Linked DNA regions of Mus musculus: all the other regions are linked to region 5. Evidence: chromatin contacts called from public promoter capture Hi-C data. All regions are on one chromosome and are shown on one strand. The core of a region is the stretch at or near the end of the contact, and the rest is flanking DNA. Distances in the headings are between cores, read along the strand shown.

Evidence for each region. Promoter capture Hi-C pulls out the DNA fragments that hold promoters and counts their contacts.
Region 1: a promoter capture Hi-C map of erythroid cells shows a contact between it and region 5, with 17 times the contacts expected there. The contact joins the promoter of Parp6 here to the promoter of 1700017B05Rik in region 5. A contact is called at or near these places in 2 of 39 promoter capture datasets (erythroid cells and pre-B cells) and 1 of 484 Hi-C or Micro-C datasets (B cells).
Region 2: a contact with region 5 is called in a promoter capture Hi-C map of pre-B cells, with 2.1 times the contacts expected there. The contact joins the promoter of Ireb2 here to the promoter of 1700017B05Rik in region 5. A contact is called at or near these places in 3 of 39 promoter capture datasets (cranial neural crest, erythroid cells and pre-B cells).
Region 3: a contact with region 5 is called in a promoter capture Hi-C map of erythroid cells, with 24 times the contacts expected there. The contact joins the promoter of Senp8 here to the promoter of 1700017B05Rik in region 5. A contact is called at or near these places in 2 of 39 promoter capture datasets (erythroid cells and pre-B cells).
Region 4: a contact with region 5 is called in a promoter capture Hi-C map of liver, with 2.5 times the contacts expected there. The contact joins the promoter of Hexa here to the promoter of 1700017B05Rik in region 5.

Annotation. Positions count from the first base shown.
Region 1 is chr9:59,615,805-59,619,529 of GRCm38.p6, reverse strand. It overlaps Parp6 (poly (ADP-ribose) polymerase family, member 6), which reads right to left and starts at 2,246. Exons shown (of 24, transcript NM_001205239.1): 1 at 2,122-2,246; 2 at 823-1,062. It overlaps Gm51709 (a long non-coding RNA gene), which reads left to right and starts at 2,406. Exons shown (of 3, transcript XR_003948337.1): 1 at 2,406-2,543.
Region 2 is chr9:54,861,893-54,865,581 of GRCm38.p6, reverse strand. It overlaps Ireb2 (iron responsive element binding protein 2), which reads right to left and starts at 1,827. Exons shown (of 22, transcript NM_022655.3): 1 at 1,686-1,827; 2 at 186-275. The coding sequence starts at 1,704.
Region 3 is chr9:59,749,142-59,752,440 of GRCm38.p6, reverse strand. It overlaps Senp8 (SUMO/sentrin specific peptidase 8), which reads left to right and starts at 1,792. Exons shown (of 2, transcript NM_027838.3): 1 at 1,792-1,863. Myo9a (myosin IXa) reads right to left here and starts at 1,267. Exons shown (of 44, transcript NM_173018.2): 1 at 1,096-1,267.
Region 4 is chr9:59,537,618-59,541,135 of GRCm38.p6, reverse strand. Hexa (hexosaminidase A) reads right to left here and starts at 1,596. Exons shown (of 14, transcript NM_010421.5): 1 at 1,160-1,596. The coding sequence starts at 1,412. It also overlaps a transcript of Tmem202 not described here.
Region 5 is chr9:57,260,123-57,263,895 of GRCm38.p6, reverse strand. 1700017B05Rik (RIKEN cDNA 1700017B05 gene) reads left to right here and starts at 1,297. Exons shown (of 3, transcript NM_028820.2): 1 at 1,297-1,467.

The DNA of each region.
Region 1 (3,725 bases), core at 997-3,496, 2.4 Mb before region 5:
AAAAACAAAACCCAGAATTTTTAAAGGCAGAGGCAAAAGGTTCTCTCTGTGTTCTCCACCAGTGCAGACTACATACTGAGTCTCAGGAGAGCCAAGAGCTACATTTCACAAAACAAACAACAGCAACAAAAAATGGAAACTGATGAAGCTAATGTACACAAGGGTTTCCTATATGCCCTACTTTTGGGTACATAGTTGAAATTTTCTACATTTATAAAATCAAATGCTTTCCCTTTGTCTCTGTGCTCTCTGCTGTTCTTCAAACACAGTAAGAATAGTCCCACTACACATCTTGTCTCTACTGTTCTCCCCTTTAGGATTCCTTTTTAGATATCCACACTCTGGCCAAAGGTCACCTTGACTGCCCATATAAAATACCCACACTAGCATTCTCGATCCCCCTCCACATTGTTTTCTTCACCACAGCTCTGACCACTCTTACATTTATCTCTCACCAGACTGTAAGCTCTCTCTGTATATGAGTACTTTGTCTTCAGGCACACCAGAAGTGGGCATCAGATCCCATTACAGGTGGTTGTGAGCCACCATGTGGTTGCTGGGAACTGAACTCAGGACCTCTGGTAGAGCAGTCCAGTGGTCCTAACTGCTGAGCCATCTCTCTCACTCCTGACTGTAGCTCTATAAGCAAAGATTTTACTGTTTTCACCATTCTCAGCCTCTATAACACATTTACTGAATTAGTGAATGAGCCCTCAGCTATGTACCTAGGCCAAATAGGAGGTAAGTATAAGAACTTAAATGCTGCTACTAAACTGACAAAAATCACACAAAATGCTTTTTAAAAATCAAGACTTCATTCACCTTCAAGAGCAGCTGAGGTGCCAATTATGAAGTTTGGGACCAGGGTTCTTTTAGATTGAAAACAGTCAAATGCTGCTCTGGACGAAGAGGGAAGCACTACAGTCCAGCCTGGGTTGTCTTGGGGTGAGCAGTAGAATGAGGGCAGCTTAGGCTAGAAGTGCCAACTTTCTCAAGGTCTTTCACTGTAGAAGTCAAGGAAAACTGAGCATCTCCTCAGGGTTTGCTGCTTGGTTTCTGATGCTATTAAAAGGAGGGGGTAAAAAAAATCAGTTTTTCTAAGGAAAAGACAGTTATGAAATGACCAGCTTCTCCAACCAGACTGTTTTAGTAAAAAAAGACTTGAATCCTCAACACTCCATGGCCTTCTCTCAGGAATGGAGAGTAGATTTAAAAGCTGGAGAGTGGGAAAAGGCAGATGGTGGAGCACGGAATTCATTAAAAAAGAAAAAAAAAAAAAAAGAGGGGGCTGAGAGATGACCTAGTTCAAAGTTTTCATGTTACATATTTAATACTCCAACCTAGGGAGGTCACAAAACTTGCATAAGTAACTTGAACGTTTGATAGGGCCAAATCTATCCATTTTTTCATGTAATAACTAGTTCGGGGTGGGGGTGGGGGGCAGATCTGGAACCTTTCAAGAGGAGCTAGATCAAATAGAGACTATTAAGAGTGCCCAGAGAAGTGTGCTGTTAGGCTCAGTGTTTATTCTGGGGGATGGCAGCTCGCATTAACACGCTTGGTCTATTTCTATGAGATCGTGCCAACGGTAAATAAGCCTTCGGACGACCCACAAAGGTCTTTTTCTCTACGTCCATTGGCACTTTTCAGAGTGACCATTTAACGTATACCTAGTCAAGAGACGCCTCTGATCTCAACGTCTACATTCTGGGCTTGACTTCCAGCTCAGTGTGCTAGGAGAAGAAAACTCCACTCCAACGGAAGTGTCAAAAGGACTAGGCTACTAAACAAAGGGCGAAGGAGGGTGCGGAGGGGCGAGACCCGCGGGCCAGCGCTAACCCTAGCCCGGGCGGAGGGAGAAGACCAAGACGCTCGCGAGGACACCTGCGCATGCAGGGCAGGGCCTGAGGCCTCTTCTCCAGGTGTCCCCCAAAGCCCTCAGCTCCGGCCTTCCCCGTTAAGGACCCGTCTGCGGCTCGCCGCCGCCAGCCGCCCAGCCGAGCGAAGCCTGTCAGCATCCCTTACTTGGTCCCTCAGGCAGGGCGGACCTTGCCAGCAGCCCGACCGCCCCGCCCCATCCCCACTCCAGCCTCCCCACACGCCAGCCTAGAGAGTACTCACGGCGACCCCGGGCCGCGCGCGGCCGCCGCGGAGGGGACGAGCGGCCCGGGACGCCCCGCGGGGGCGGAGCGGCAGGCCAAGGGGCGGGGACCGAGGCGGGCGGGTGAGGTCGCGCACCACACGCCTCAGCGTGCGGTCTCGGGCACGCCGGGGCGCTCTGCGCATGCTCAGGCGAAGACACCGCGATCAGGTGTCCTCTTCCGACCAACCGCGGTGCGTGCTGTACCTGGGCGTGTCCCCACCCCAGGGTGCTAGCCAGGGCGCGCGTGCGCAGTGATCCAGAGTTGAAGGCGTGAGGAAGCGAGAGAGTGGCGCTTGCGCTTTGGGGCCCGGAGGGAGCTTGAGAAAGAGGTTCTCCGGACATGCCGAAATATAATGTTTTTCTTTGTCGCCTCGTGTGGTTAGGAGGGTTGCAGAAGAAGGTAATCTAGATTGCCTATATAGAGATACTGAGGTGCCCCTTTGGTGCAGCTTGAAGCCAGACAAAAATAGGAATCAAAAGTTAAAATTCTGAAATCTGACTTGCTCCCATGTTCATTTGCTTCGGTGTACCGACCGCACCCAGGCTTTCTCATCACACAGGGGACTGGGGACATAGCTCACTTGGAAGAGTGTTTGCCTAGCAACCACAAACCCTTAGTTTATGCACAGGTGTGTAAATCCCGTGTCGTGCCTGTAGTCTGTATAATGTTATCTCAGCATTCAGAAAGTTGAAGCACAAAAATCAAGTTAGAAGTCTTTTTGTTTTTTGTGGTTTTTTTGTTTTTGTTTTTGTTTGTTTTGTTTTGTTTTTCGAGACAGGGTTTCTCTGTATAGCCCTGGCTGTCCTGGAATTCACTCTGTAGACCAGGATGGCCTCCAACTCAGAAATCCACCTGCCTATGCCTCCCAAGTGCTGGGATTAAAGGCGTGTGCCCCCATAGAAGTCTTAAGCTACATAGCCAATTCAAGGCCAGCCTGGGATATATGAAACCATCTCAGAAATTAACTAAATGAAACATTTTAGTTGGGATGGAAGAGAAAGCTCAGCAGCCAAGATCAGTGGCTGCACTTGTCAAAGGCCTGGGTTGGGTTCCCAGCACCTACGAGTCAGTTCACAATAATTTGAAACTCCAGTTTCAGGAGATCTACTACCCTCTCTGGCCATCACAGGCACTAGGAACCAATGCGTTGCACGCACATATATGCAGGAAAACACAAACATGCATATGTAAAATTAATCTTAAAAAAAAAAAGTGGGGCTGGAGAGATGACTCAGGGGTTAAGAGCACTGGCTGCTCTTCCAGAGGTTCTGAGTTCAATTCCCAGCAACCACATGGTTGCTCAGAACCATCTATAGTGAAATCTTGGGCCCTCTTCTGGCATGCAGGTGTACATGCAGATACTCATACATTAAAAATAAAAAAAACCCTTAAAAAAAAAAAAGTGTGGGACGGTAGTGGTGCATGCCTTTAATCCCAGCACTTTAAAGGCAGAGGCAGATCTCTGAGATGCTAGTCTGGTCTACAGCACTAGTTCTAGGACACTCAAAGCTACACAAAGAAACAGTCTCAAAAAAAAAGAAGGAAGGAAAGAAGAGAAAATTAAATTATTGCATTCTTGGC
Region 2 (3,689 bases), core at 578-3,077, 2.4 Mb after region 5:
TGGGGGGAGGGGAGGAGAGGCAGCATCTAATTAACTAAAAGTTTAAAGAAGAAATCGAGGTATGGTTTCTATTGTTCTCAACCAAAAGTCCCAAAGGAAGTTTTATAAAATGTCTTCTGCTCACCTTGACCAATGCACTGTAACTACTAGAAACTAAGCCCACGAAAAACGTAAAGCAACATTACCATACTTGGTGCCGCCAAGTTTAGGTACATTGAAGAACTTCTTCTGTGAATTGCCATTTAATGTTTCAATAAGGTACTCAAAGGTGTATCCTGGAGAAGAAAAAGAACAAATGCCTTTCATTAAATACATTCCATCAAATACATTAAGTACATTAACTACAGTTACCAAGAACCTTATTCAAAGAGAAAACACCCAAACTTTTGCTCAGCAGAACTCTGTGTGTGATGGAAAGCTGATGGGAATATTGCACATTTGCATTACCCTGCGGGGCAGCTACGAGGGCCACCTTGAACCATGGAGGCAGTGATGGAGGTGCTGACTGTCCCATACCACAGACACAAGACTCGTCTCCACGGGACTGCAAGGGGACAATTCTAAACCTCGACTCTTGTCAAACAGAAACTAGTGAGACAGACAGCTTTCTACCTTGCCTGTTGACACAGGGTGTTGTCACTGTATCCCAGAGTGGACTTAACCTCACTGGGCAACCCAGGAGAGCCTGCAAGTAGAGGCAATAATCGCCCATTCTGTCTCCTGAATGCTGGGATTACAGCATTACCCACCCAATGGCTTTTCAATCTTAGAAATGTTAAATGTCTGCAAAGAGACCATAAGAATGGTTTAAATGATGTACAAGCATTCAGAAATCGTGCCCTGAACATGCTTAAGTACAGAGATAATGCTTTGACAAAACCATTGTTAGAGGTTCAAAAGGCAATTAAAAATCCAACAACAGAACACTAAAGATGATTTTTAAAGTGACCATCAAAATATCTAGGTAAACTGGCACATTAGATTCTACTAAGAGATATACCCTTAATGGTTATGCACTAATTGAATATGCCCCCACTCTCAGTGTTGTGAGAAAGGGTGAGGTAGATAAAAATTCATTATGCGGCCTCATTACTTGGATGGGTGAGACCCTTAAACATTGCTCTAAGATCTTCTTCCAAAACCAGAAAAGACAAGCACAGTCCATTCAGAAAGAACAGTGTTTTTCTTTTGTGGAGGGAGGTGGATGGGGGAGGAGACTGCAACAAATGATCTGGGAACCGGCTAACGTTCAGCCTCGACAGCCCCTCCACTTCCAGGAGCAAAGAAAGGGAGATCCCAGGATGCTGGGTAGAAGGATCAGCCAGCAGAGTGAAAGCCAAACAAGGGAGCCAGGTCTTCCGACACTCAATGCTCACAAAAGGGGGGCGGGCAGAGAAAGACGTGGGCTTGTCCCTGCCCCAGCAGTTCCTCCTGGGGGCCTGGAGGCTGCAGCCAACAAGCAGCGGGCCCCGGCCAGGGGCGGAATTAGCGCTCCGCTGAAGAGCGGGACGCGCGGGCGGGGACGCCCGGCCTTCGCGGCCTCCGCCCCGAGGGGAGAGAACGACCAAGCCCTGAGGGCCCGACCGCCCCCCCGGGTGACCGTAAGCAGAGCACAGCGAGGGCCACGGATGTACAGCAGCGCACGCCACCAGCCGCCAACGCTAAGGCGGCGGCCGGGAACTGACCTGCACTTGGGGAGTCCATCGCCGGAGACCATATTATCCCTGCGGGGAGGGGGCCAGCGGGGGAAGGAGGGGGAGGCCAGGCCGGGAAGAGAGGGAGGAAGACGGGCGGACGGGCAGGGGAAAGGAGGAAGGAAGCAGTCTCGCGCAGGCACCGCGAGAGCCGCAGAGCTGGCCCGGGGTCCGCGCTCGCGGGATTTGCCGGCTAACTCTCGCGAGATCCTCGGACCGGCGAAACAAAGAAAGAGCGGGGCGGAGCCAGCGGGTAGGCGGGTCTCTGCGCAGCCTCTGTTGTTCTCCAGAGCTGGAGGTGGGGGGGCGGAACCCTGGGAGGTTAGTAACTTTGACAACGGGACGCCATAGGTTCCGTTACTTTCTTGTGGGCCCAAAAGTATACCGTGAGGTTTTGAGGTCCCGCGATGTCTGCAGGACTGTCTTGTAGGAAAGAGCCAGGATTGGGACTCAAGTTCTCCCTGCATGGTAAAGCCTTGTGTTAAGCCGTGATGTAATGAGGCGCCCACTCGTGCATTCTCAAGAGAACAAGGCCGGGTTAATGGGACACATAGGCAATCGACTAATTGAATGAATTAAAATGTCCATACTTTCCTATAACTTCAACCTTTCTCTTCCCAGGAGCAGTTAAACGTGATGGTGTCCTAAGTTTCTCTCTGGCCCCGCCAGGGAGAGTCCTTATGTCTTCCCTGTCTTGTCTTTTGGTTAGCGGACTCTTTGGAGTTGTCTGGTTTGCCCTTTTCTTCCCCACTCCTATCCCTTCTCAGACTGGTTTCCACTTCCAAAAATGCCTGTGATAAAGGTAGGCATAACTATTTGCTAATACCCCAGCTCTTGCTTTAACTGTTTGTTTAGTATGTTTGCTAAGACAAACTGTATTAGCTTCCATAATTCCAAAACTATTCTGTACTTCCTGGCCTCCAAGCCTGCTTCATCCCAGTCTCCTCTACCAGGGCCTTTCTCTGCCCAGCTATTAAGTGTACTGTCATTAACTCTATCTCGTGACATGAGCTTTGCACCAGATTTCATTTCCTCTGGCTCATTCATCTGTCTATTGGCTCCAGCTATCCGTTCATAAGCTGATGCTCTCTAGCCTACCTACAACTCAAACCCATCTCCTAAGCTTAGAGGAATATATCCTAACGCTTGTTACCACAGGCATCTCCTATGCAAAACCACCACCACAACCACTGCCACCCAAGCCAGTGACTGAGTCCTTATGTGTCTGTCACCTACACCAGCGAATGCCACCGCCTAAGCACATACCAGCACGCTATCCTTGGCTCCTCTCTTCCATTACTGTTTAGAAGTCCACTTGATCCACTGGCTTCCTGACCTTAACAACTGTGACAGTCTTCTCAGAAAGTCTCAAGGGCATGACTATTCTCGAAATCATCTCCATGAAACTGAAACAAACTAGGAAGGACACAGTAACCAAACTCACATACCAAGAAACTGAGTCTGGATTTGCGATGCATTCAGATGGAAGCAAGAGCTCACGTATAACTTCATTGTTCACGAGGCTGAACTGAATAGTTCTGCTTCTCTTGAAACAACACTCCTGTACACCGTTGGCTAACCCTTACTCACTCTTTCAAGACTTGGGCTTTTCTTTTTATGTTTTAAAGATTTATTTATATGTGTATCTCAATGTTAGTGTATGTCATGTGTGTGCAGGTGCCCAAGGAGGCCAGAAGAGGGTGTTGAATCATCCTAATTACCAACCTATCTCTCAAATCTCATGGTTTTCACTAGTTTGAGCTTTTGAAAATTCGTTTGTTGTGGTTCTGGGGGTTGAACTGAAGTCTTCTACAAGAGCACAAATGGCCTTAATTGCTAAGCAATCTCTCCATCCCCCCAGGACAGTCTCTCATACAACCACACTACAACAGTTAAATTCAAGAAATTTAGCACTAGCTGGGCGTGGTGGTACATGCCTTTAATCCCAGCACTCAGGAGGCAGAGGCAGGTGGATTTCTGAGTTTGAGGACAGCC
Region 3 (3,299 bases), core at 543-3,042, 2.5 Mb before region 5:
AACAGCTATAAATGCTGTTTTTCTAACAAGTTCAAAAACAGTAAATCCAAAACTCCTCTAGTTAAAAACCTGTGTATCTGTACAAATCTACAGTGCTGAGACAAATATATGAAGAGTTACTTATCTTCATTGGTGTAATGCAACTTAATCCTTACAGAAGCCCAGAAGTGACAAGATATAGACTGGTTCTTTCCTTCTACTGAAGAGACAAGATGAGGAGCAAGCAGCTTGCCCTTGTAACAGCACACATACCCTCCCTGCCTGGGCTTTCACACTCTTTGCTCTCTTTCCCTTTCAGCAACCAGTCCCTGAGGCTCCAAACATGGGTCTCAGTCTGACTCCTTAAAATCCAATGGAGTGAATATACTGGACTATGTAAATAACCCCTTCGAGTTTTCCTGGAAACTTCTTTTCAACCAAAGATCCCGATTGGTTAGAAATCAGGTAACAAGGTTTGCTTAAGAGGTCTTCTAGAGAAACTACACCAGGGCGGGGGGGGGGGGGGTGTGAGGGGGCGATCCAGCACTCTGATGGTGATTTGAAGGGCTAACCGGAGACCTACTAGGTAAGAGCATCATGACATTGGGCTATCTGAAAGCTCGTATGGGTAGGGGGAAAACCTAGCAAACCTGACTGGAAGTAAGCTGCGTGAGGGTCCCTATGAAAGCTCGGGTAGCGATGACTCGTAGGATACCCAAAGATCTGGGACGTAGCAATGCATTAGGAAGCAGTAGTGGCCTTGGTTCCCAGACAAGGATCCGCTCCGACATAACGGTGTCTAGAGGTTCCAGTCAGAGTCCTAAAGAGGGTCTAAAGAGGTTCTAGCAGGAGGTGGAAGGGGGCCAGTGACAGAAGCGCCGCGGCTACTGGTGGACAGAATGGTGTCTGGTCAATGAAAGGTACGGGAGAGTCGAGTCTGGGGGTGGAATCCCGGCGGTACTCCGGCGATTGCTAGGCTTTAGGGGCAGAGCTGCTGGCGGGGCGTCTCCGCCGGGGCGGGGCGGGGCAGCCCTCCGGGAGCCAAAGAGCCGAGCGGGAGACGTGGGCCGGGCCAGGCCAGGCGGCAGGGCCGCTGGGTGCTGGGGCGGGTCTTACCTCTGGCTGCGCCGCGGTGGCCACCACAGCCCCTTCCTCTTCGGCGGTAGCCGCTTCCCCAGCTCGGTTTCCAGGGTCAGAAGGAGAAAGCAGAGGCCGAGGCCGCCGGGGGGTAGGAGGGTTCCGCGAGGGTGGGCCCAGTCGCCTCAGGGTCCGAGAGAGCGGCGGCCGCGCATCCCCCGCCCTGTCAGAGAGACTCCGCCCGGACTGGGCAGGCACATCCCCCGCCGCACCCCGCCCAGAGAGCACGCGTTGGAAGCTAAACCGCGGTCCCTGCTTTTGCCCGGGGACCGGTATCTCCGCCGCAGTCCCTCCCCGTCCTGCCAGGACTTTCCGACGGCCACCGCCAACTGCCTCTGCGTCCCCAGTCCTCTCAGGCCTGCGCGCCCCCGACCCCGCTCACGCGGCCCCGCCCCGCGCGGCTCTCCAGCAGCAGCCGAGCAGGCGCGCGCGCACTTACCTCCCACGCCCCCTGCTGCCAAGCCCCGGACAGCCCCGCCCGGCCCCGCCTCCGCACGTGACGCTGCTGGAGCGGGCTGCCTGCGCTTGCGCGGACACGCCTATTTTCCACCCTCCGAATGGCCCCGCCTCCCCATTCCTTCTTCACTTTACGGCAGGGCTGAGACCTCCGTGTTAGATTCTCGATTACTACATAAAAACGTCGTAAGGTTGGAAAGGCAAACTCTGGGATTACGACCTTAAGTCTCACTTTCCGGCCAGTACAGAGCTCCCTGAAGGCTGGTTGGGTTGGTGAGGCCTGAGGAATAGGTAAGACGCCTCCTCCCTACTTAGGTTTGTCTCAGTTTTTGGAAGCAGTGGATCGCTTTGCGCTCCACGCAGACTCTAGTGTGTCCGAGCCCCTTCCTCATTCTGCAGCTGGATTCTCAGCGCCGCCCCTTTTCCACACACGCACGCCCCTCCCCCCACTTGTTCCCGCCCCCGTGGCCAAGTATTTCTTTCCATTCATTCCACAGACTTTTCACTGAGTTGTTTCTATGCTGTAAAATCCAGAATATTAGAAGAAAATGAAAAAATATCCGCTCTTTTGAAGTGCTGTGATGTAGGAAACAAAGAATCCGCAATGGTAACACAGTAAAATAACACGGGATGAGCTGAACACAAACGGGGGAGTGGGGGGGGGGGGGTCCTTGATTGCAGAAGAGGACTTTTCCCAAATGACTTTCAGGCCTGTGGAGAACTCGTGTTAAAACCTTGGTGGACCGAAACTGGCCAGAAAGAAAATGGGAGTAGAGAAAGGCTAGTACAAAGGCATGTGACAAACAACCTAAGAGTAAAAAGCAAGAGGATTGGCATATACCTAGTAAAAACCGCGCAGGTAGACTTCCATTTGAAACAACTAGACTATGTGGCGAGTGAATTTAAGGCCAATCTTGATCACAAGGCGGGGGAAACTTAACTATAACAAGTGCAAGAAATAATCAGATGCAGGTGCAAAGGCTGTTTTTGAAGATGGCTGATTGCCTGGGATGGCTGGCCTGTTAGCTCCTGAAAGAATAAGGCAGCTAGATCTCCAAGTGGGAAGCCAGTCTGAGCCAATTTTAAAAAAAAAAAAAAAAAAAAAAAAAAAAGCAGATATGGTAGTACACGCCGAGTTTCAGGCTAGCAGGGGATACATAGTGAAACCTTGCCTCAAAGAATAAAGTGAAGTTTAGCTCAGTGAGTAGAACAAGCACTAGATTCTGGGCTCTGGGTCAGTCCTGACTTGGGGAGGTCGGGGCGTGATGGGTGAGTGAAGGGTGAGCCATGGAACCTGAAAGTGAATGACTAAGGGTGAGGAGGGGTAGAGAAGAGAAAAACAGCAGGAGAACACGAGCTTGTCCGTCCATTAGAATCACCTAGGATGCTTTTTTTTTTTTCTTTTTTTAAGTAAAACTAATACCCCTCCAACAAACTATAGCTCACTAGATGACTAATGTTAAGGGTAGAGTCCAGCAAGCTACACAGGAGCGATGAGTGGTGTGAATAGACAAGAAGCTGAGGGAGTTGATTTCCAAACCTTAAAAGCAGGAATCCTTTGACGAGAAAGAATTGAAGATAAGATGAGAAGCTTTAGCAGAAGACTGAAAGAATTAAATGACTGCTCTGGGAACTGAGAGAAGGGAAGCCACTCCTGCCTTTCCAGTCAGGACGGTTCCGTGTGCGTGGGAGGCGGGGAGGGCATGTAGGCGGGAAGTTTGCAGCTA
Region 4 (3,518 bases), core at 347-2,846, 2.3 Mb before region 5:
CTCTGAAAGTATTTTTATCATTATTTCTCGTTATGTAACTCTCCATTCTCCACACACTCTTATAAATGTCATCATGAAACTCTCTTCCTCTTTGAAAGCAATAGAATCAAAGGCAACCCAGTCTTCTCCAAGAATAACTACCAGGTCACTTAAGAGTGTCTCTGACAGCCCAAGGTGGCCTCAAATTCAGTATGTGGCCAAAGATGACCGTGGACTCTTGATCTTCCTGGCTCCACCCCACCCCCATCCCCAAGTCTGTGTGCCGTCGAGACAGCTCTTATGAGATGCAGCAGGGTATTCAAGCCTCGTTGCATTGCACTTTACCAACTGAGAGAATAGAGGTTTGATGGTTAATCCTTCCCAGCCCAGCTGCCTGACCTTAGCTGTGTCTCTCCTCTATTTCAAGATGCATTTTCCATTTCCAACTCTGTGACAGAAGGGGTCTGGGTTGAGACTATAAGATCCCTGCTCCTCCAGCTTCCTCCAAACCAGAGTCTACGCCAAATCCGAAAACCTGCAGCTCATCTTCTCTTTTGAGGATCTTTGGAAACAGTAAGGATGATGGAGATGCCTTGCGGGATGACAGGGTCTTCACTTTCAACAGATGATTTGGAATCGTCTGCCTATGTCTCCGGAAGCTCTCTGCCTTGTGTTCTGATTCCTCTCACACTTTTACTAACCAAGTTATGTGCCAGACACATGCTGGGCTCAGTTCTGCAGCCCTGGTCACTGCCTCACAGGGACCCTATGCCACTTGAGCATGTTCTATAAAGGATCATTTTAAATGTCTATTGCCAACATATTGTCAATATTCTAACAGCCTGATTGAACTGTGGCCCTACAGTAGGCATTTCTTAAGAAAGAAAGAAAGAAAGAAAGAAAGAAAGAAAGAAAGAAAGAAAACCTAAATGCAGTTCTCAAAAGGAGGATTAGGGATAAACTGAGACCCCAAGAAGTCACATCAATGAAGGGGTGCTCGGGATAGGGGCTGGGCTGGGGAGGCCAGCTAGCTGGATAGAGAAAGCAAGGGGAGAAACGCGTGGGAGGTGACTGACTGGGCTGTGCAGAGGCCAACGGGAGGGTGTCTGGGAGCCGGGCCGGGGCTGACCCACGCACGGAAGGCGGCTCCTTCGGAGGGAAGAACCGGGCAGTGACTCACTTGAGAAGCTGGGTCGGGGCCAAGAGCCGGAACCGAAGAGCAGGTTACGGTAGCGTCGAAAGGCCTCGTCGAGGACGACGCAGCCCGCCTGCGCGGCCGAACTGACATGGTACCGGAACTGGAAGTTGTTGGGGTACAGGGTGTAGCGCCGGTGGTAGGTTTGGATGTACTGGGGCCACGGCCACAGTGCCGTGGCCAAGCAAGCCAACGCCGCCGCCAGCAGCAGCGAAACCCAGAGCCTGCAGCCGGCCATGGCCCACCGGCCAGCTCCCCTTCCAGCAGGCTGAGCCCACGTGAGCCCCGGTCAGCTGAGCGGCGCCCGCGTGACAATCGGAGGGTCACGTGAACGGGAGGGAAGCAAGGCGGGCTCGATCTCAGAGATCCGTAAGCAAAGGATTCTGCAGCTCCCGACCGGGTGGGCGGTGAAGGATCGATCCCCGCCCTGGCCAAGCCTCTGTAACCCAAACCCAAGGGATGGGCTGGGAGGGACAGGCACCGCCCCAGGGCATGGAGAACTAGCCCGGAGGATACGGGAAGAAGGAAAATGAGAATCCAATTTGCAGTGTCAACTGTGTGAAAGCGCACTTGAGCAGTCTTTAAGTAATCAGCCCCAGGGGTCTCAACATGGAGCAATTGAAAGACGTCCCAAAGTGTTGAAAAATTGTTTGTGGTGATTCCTAGTTGTGATACCAGAATTAGTGAGGGAAAGGCAGGAGGATTCCTGTAAGTCTATGGCCAGTGCGGGCTATCTAGTGAGTGCCAGAACCCGGTGTGTTAGCAAAAGCCTGTAACCCGAGTGTTCAGTAGGTCAAGCCAGAAAGACTGCTGTTGTAAGTGCAGAAGCCATGTTTACTTCTATAACTGAGAAGAATTTATGAAAATTTCTCTTAGCTAGAGGTGAAGCTCAGTGCTAGATAACTTTATTAGCATGATTGAGAACGCAGGTTCAATCTTCAACCCTGAAGTGAGCAGGAGGAACAGTGGAAGAAAAGAGAGAGAACTTCCACTTTGCTCATTAATTGTGCTAGACTTGGTATCCCAGAACATGGCAATTTCCATAACCATAGTCTTAAGGCTTGCAGTGATCTTTTTTTTTTCTTTTTTTTTAAAGATTTATTTATTTATTATATGTAAGTACACTGTAGCTGTCTTCAGACACTCCAGAAGAGGGCGTTACGGATGGTTGTGAGCCACCATGTGGTTGCTGGGATTTGAACTCCGGACCTTCGGAAGAGCAGTCGGGTGCTCTTACCCACTGAGCCATCTCACCAGCCCTTGCAGTCATCTTTTAAAAACAAAGCTTTAGGAGTCTCATGAAGCCCAGGCTGGCTGCTGTACAGCTGAGGATGACCTTGAACTTCAAACTCTCTAGCGTCCATCTCCTGGGTGCTAGGTTTACAGGTAGATTATGCCTAGTACACCTGATACACAGTCATGGGGTCTGAAACCAGGGCTCGTGCATGATAGGAAGACAAATGCTCTACTGTCTGTACTACAACCTAAGCACACCCCCAGCCTCTGGACTCTGTGTTTGGGGCAGCATGTTAAGTGTGTGGAAGTACATGTGTGTATGCTAACATGTGGGCATACGTGTTGCTTGTGTGCGATGTTGTGTGTCCTTCCTCCTTAGTCATGTTGAACTGAACTACCTTCTTGATTCCCGCAGATCACGGCTCTGCCAGCCATGGTGGTTGCAGAGACCCGAGTACCAGAGGATTTCACCAAGTACACTGTGATTATAGAATAGATGATGAACTGGTGACTCAATCCATTCTTGGGGTGATAAGGCTCAGGAAGGCTAGCATCCTGGCTGATACCCTCCAAGGAAGCCTCGTCATCCTGCATGTATGCTGTGAGGATAAGGGCTGTGTGAGGCATCGGTTTGTCTCCATTGCTTTTACAGGGTTCGTTTTTTGGTCCCTTTGCTTGTCCATGTCCCCATCAGACCACATGGTGAATGAGACCATTGTAGCCTTACTGCCTAAGCCAGGACTCTGCAGGCAGGAAGTGTTCAGCTGTGTTTGTCCAGTGCGTGCATGAAGGAAGCACTTGTGTTAGATTTTGCAAGCCCAGCCTGACTCAGTGTGTAGGGAAGAGACCAGCCTGTGGAGGGAGGCAACGGTCAAGGAGAAACAATGATGTGCTCACTCAAGGATCCAAGGTCCCAGAAGAGCCTGGCACAGAGCAGACATTTCATGAGTGGATGTTGGATGACTAATATGGGCGAACCAAAGTGGAGATCTGTGGAAGAGTATGGGAGGCACTAATGAACTGCTGTATCTGGCTAGGAAAAAAAATTCATGCATGAGGAAGGATGAGGCTGGATCATGAACTAAGACTGAAGTAAAAAATTACTGAG
Region 5 (3,773 bases), core at 48-2,547:
AATCCAAGAGACACCCTCCCCTTCTCCTTGAGTGACCTCACTTCCTCTTCCTAATCCTACCTGGAGCCCAGCCCCTCCGCCCCAGCCCCATCTTCTCCCATACCTGTGCCCTCAGCTCTGTTCTGACTCAGGCAGTCCTGATCTTTGGGTCAAGATGGGTGTTCTGAGTGGTTTTGCCCCAAAAACTAATTTTGATCTCTATGGTGTTCAACTATTCTTCACCATGCGACCCTGCCTTGGCCTTGGGCAGTCCTGGAACTGCAAGGATTAGATTCCTTCCAAGAAAGAGGTGCTAGCGCTGAGCTGGGCAAGGCCCCACAACCAGATGGGCTAGAGTCCAGGTGAACAGAGGCAGTGGGTTTCCCAGCCCCTTTCTGCAACACATCAGCTTGGCTAGGGATGCTTCATCCCATCAGCTTTCCAGGTTGCTCATGCTCAGACCGGTTCTGGTGCGACACATTTGCCAGAAAGGCTCAGATGCCCACCAAGGCCGCTTGGCAATATCTCCAGAGTCTCATTCCTGGCCCACTCCAGGTCACTAGGAGCTGATATATACTCGTCTGTACTTTACCTCATAAGTCCTTCTTAATTTCCTAATGCAACTTGTTTGTTGAGGAAGTTAGGGCTGCCTCGAGATATCCTTTAGCATTTTTATTGTCTTGCTAGGAACTGAGTGTGGTGGTCCAAGCTTTTGACTGCAGCACTCAGAAGGCTGAGGCTGGTGTGTCTCTGAGTTCACGGCCAGCCTGGTCTACATAGTAAGTTCCCAGACAGCCACAGCTATATAGTGTGACCTTCCCAAACAAAACAAAGCAAAAGCAAAACAAAAAAAAAAAAAGGACTGCTAGATAGCCCAGGCTCAGCTCAAACTCTCAGCAATTCCCCTGCCTCAGCCTCCCATACCCCAATTTATGTGCTACACATCTTTTCGAAGCCTGATGGCCCTATTTCTAAGAGGCAGAATATCACTTTTACAAATGAGGAAACTGAAGCTCATAGAGGTTAAGTGGCAGGTCCAAGGTCACATGGCTAGAAAGTAGCAAGGAATGAATGATCTAACGGAATGACTGAATGAGGGCTTACGATCGCCCTCGGGGCAGAGGTTTGAGGAAGGAGGCGAGCGAAGACTGTGCACAAAGCCAGAGGCCGGGTCGCGGGAAAGTTGGTTCCACTCAGGCCTTCGGCACGGGAGGACCCAGGGGAGCGCAGGCTCCCAGAGGCACAGCCGGGTTCTGCCCCCACTCAACGGCCCGCCCCGCCCCCGCCCCGCCCCCGCCCCGCCCCGCTCGGGACCACAAACGGCGCCCAGCGGCAGCACGAACGGTCGCGCGGAACGTCTCTCTGGGCTAGCTGCCTGCCGCGACTTCCCGCGCAAGGCCGGCGGGACAGGGACCCGCAGCCTAGGCGGCGCTGAAAGATGCCGCGGCTGCTCCGGGTGGCGGCCGCTAGAAGCCTGGTGCTCTGAAGGTAGGAGCTCGCCTACCCGGCAGGCGCGGAAACTTGGGCCGAGTTTGCGGGCGGCGCGTGGGCAAGGGGCGGGTGGCCCTGCCCCAGGGCGCCCCTACCGGCCAGCCCCAGGACGGAGCGCGGGGACCGGGGCCCAGGTGCTGAGGCTTCGGGCGGTCAGACTACGGGGCCCAGTCATACCGCTGCCCAGACTTTGCCAGGACTTGGATGCTCCCTGGGCCTGGTAGAGCTCCGGAGCCACAGCACTGCCTGGGCGTTAGGGCTGGCGAAGAGTCAGGCGGATCCCTCGGGCCTCTCGCGGGGCCAGGCTCACGCGGATTGCCGGGCGCCGATTCGGGGTGGCGGTGGGGGGTTGGGATTGGTGGCGGCGGGCGCTGAGGTGCCGCGGGGCCGTGGACGAACCCTGTTGGAACAGGACCGCCTGCGGTTTCCTAGCCACTGCTTGACTCACTCTCTGGCCACAGCCCAAGCTGGCGGGATCGTCCCGAAGGAGGTGGCTGCCCAGACTTTGAGGCCGCCCCCCCCCCAGCCCCCCAGCCTTCTGGACCTCAGTGCAGTCTGCGGGCATCGATCCGTGGGGTTCCCAGTGCGAATCTCCTGACTTTTTTACACGTTTACGTGAGCTAAGGAAGGGCACCGTTGGGCAGTGGGGGGCATGTGTGCAGATTCGGGCCATGCATGTACGTGTAGGAACAGCTTTGCATGCGTGGCCCACGGCAGTCTGTGTGTCAGCCTGCCGGGGTGCACGTGCGTTGCAGAGGCGCGGAGAGAGAGGCTTGGGGACACCCGGAAGCCTGGTGTGGCGGTGGGGCGCCAGTTCCCTACTGAAGCCGGCTGGCTGTGAGCCACTGGCACGAGGGTCACGGGCGGGGCCGGGAGAGGGAAATTAGGAGCGGAGCATCCGGGGAGACCCTTTCTCTCAAACTGAGAAGTGTGGGCTGCTCCACGTTGAGTGAGTGCTCAGAACCTCAGCACGCAAAGTTTTTAGAAGACTGGTATCTGTTAGAGCGGAGAGAATACTGATGCGGGCCTCAACTTGGCTGGGATCGCGCTCTTCATGAGGCCCCAAGGATGTGACGTGGAAATGGACCCACGGAGTTGTCTGTCTCCCTCGTGGAAAAGCAGGAGTGTAGGCGCTTGACCCTGCCCTGGGTTCTGGCTGAGGTTAGAACTCCTCTAAGAACTGGCAGAACTTGGACATCTTCACGGTAGGATCACCTGTTGGCCCTACCTTCCCCAAGCGCCTTAGGCTACTTTGGTATCCGGAAACAAGGCACCTTCTTTTTGGCTACTCTCTCAGTGGGGGTGGCCTCTACCGAGGGAGCTTTCCATCCTACTGGCCGGGCATTACGTCACCGCCTCACCTTTCAGAGTCTTGGGTTGGCTTTTTGGCGCCCTCACTCCTCCTACAAAGACTCCTGAGGGTCCCAGGGGTCTGGTTCTCAGGAAGTCTCCAGGGCCAAAGGGCACGGGTTGGGCTGAGCCCTGGAGAGACGGACTCTTGAGAGGGGTGGTTAGAGCAGGTCCCAAGGAGCATTGGTGGAGGTGAGACCAAAGCCAGCCCTTAATTAACCCAGACCTCCCCAAGGATAGAGTGGGCTTGGTACCTTCTGAGCCATGTGAGTCTTGTGGTGCAGAGTCGGGTAGATCTCTTTCAAGGCCATTTTGGTCTGCATAGTGGGTTCCAGATGGAGAAACAGGGAGACCCAATGAGAAAATAAAATAAAGCAAAACCAACCATATAAGTATGGAGCAGTGCAGGATGGGGCCTTCCCTAGACCATATTACCACCCTTTACATTTTCTTGTCACCTTGCTGGTCTAGCTGAGCCCCTATAGTCATGACCACTGTTCAGAAAGGAGGAGAAAGGTGGTCCCTGCTTGCTGGTGACAGAAGTGTGTGACACTTTACCTGTGACCTACTTATAGGAATATTGATCCCATTTACCCTTTTCTAAGCCACTGGGAGTTTTAGGGGGTAGGAGTGCTCACTGGGGGAGGGAGAGGAGGGCCATTGATAACCCCAACTGAGAAACCTCAGAGGGAGCCACCCATAAGCCATTGGGGATGCCTGTTTCTTAACGAAAGTGCCTGTGATAACTGGACATTGGTCCTTACCCTTCTTTGGACTTCCCTCTGTGCTGTATTCTTTTCTTTCAAGTAGAACCTAGATTTATTAAGGAAACATGAGAAAGAAAGGAAGGAAGAAAAAGGGAGAGAGAAAGAAAGGAAGGAAGAAAGAAAGAGGGAGAGAAGAAGAAAGGAAAGAAGGAAATGGGAACAGCACCAGGGAGAGAGAGAGAGAGA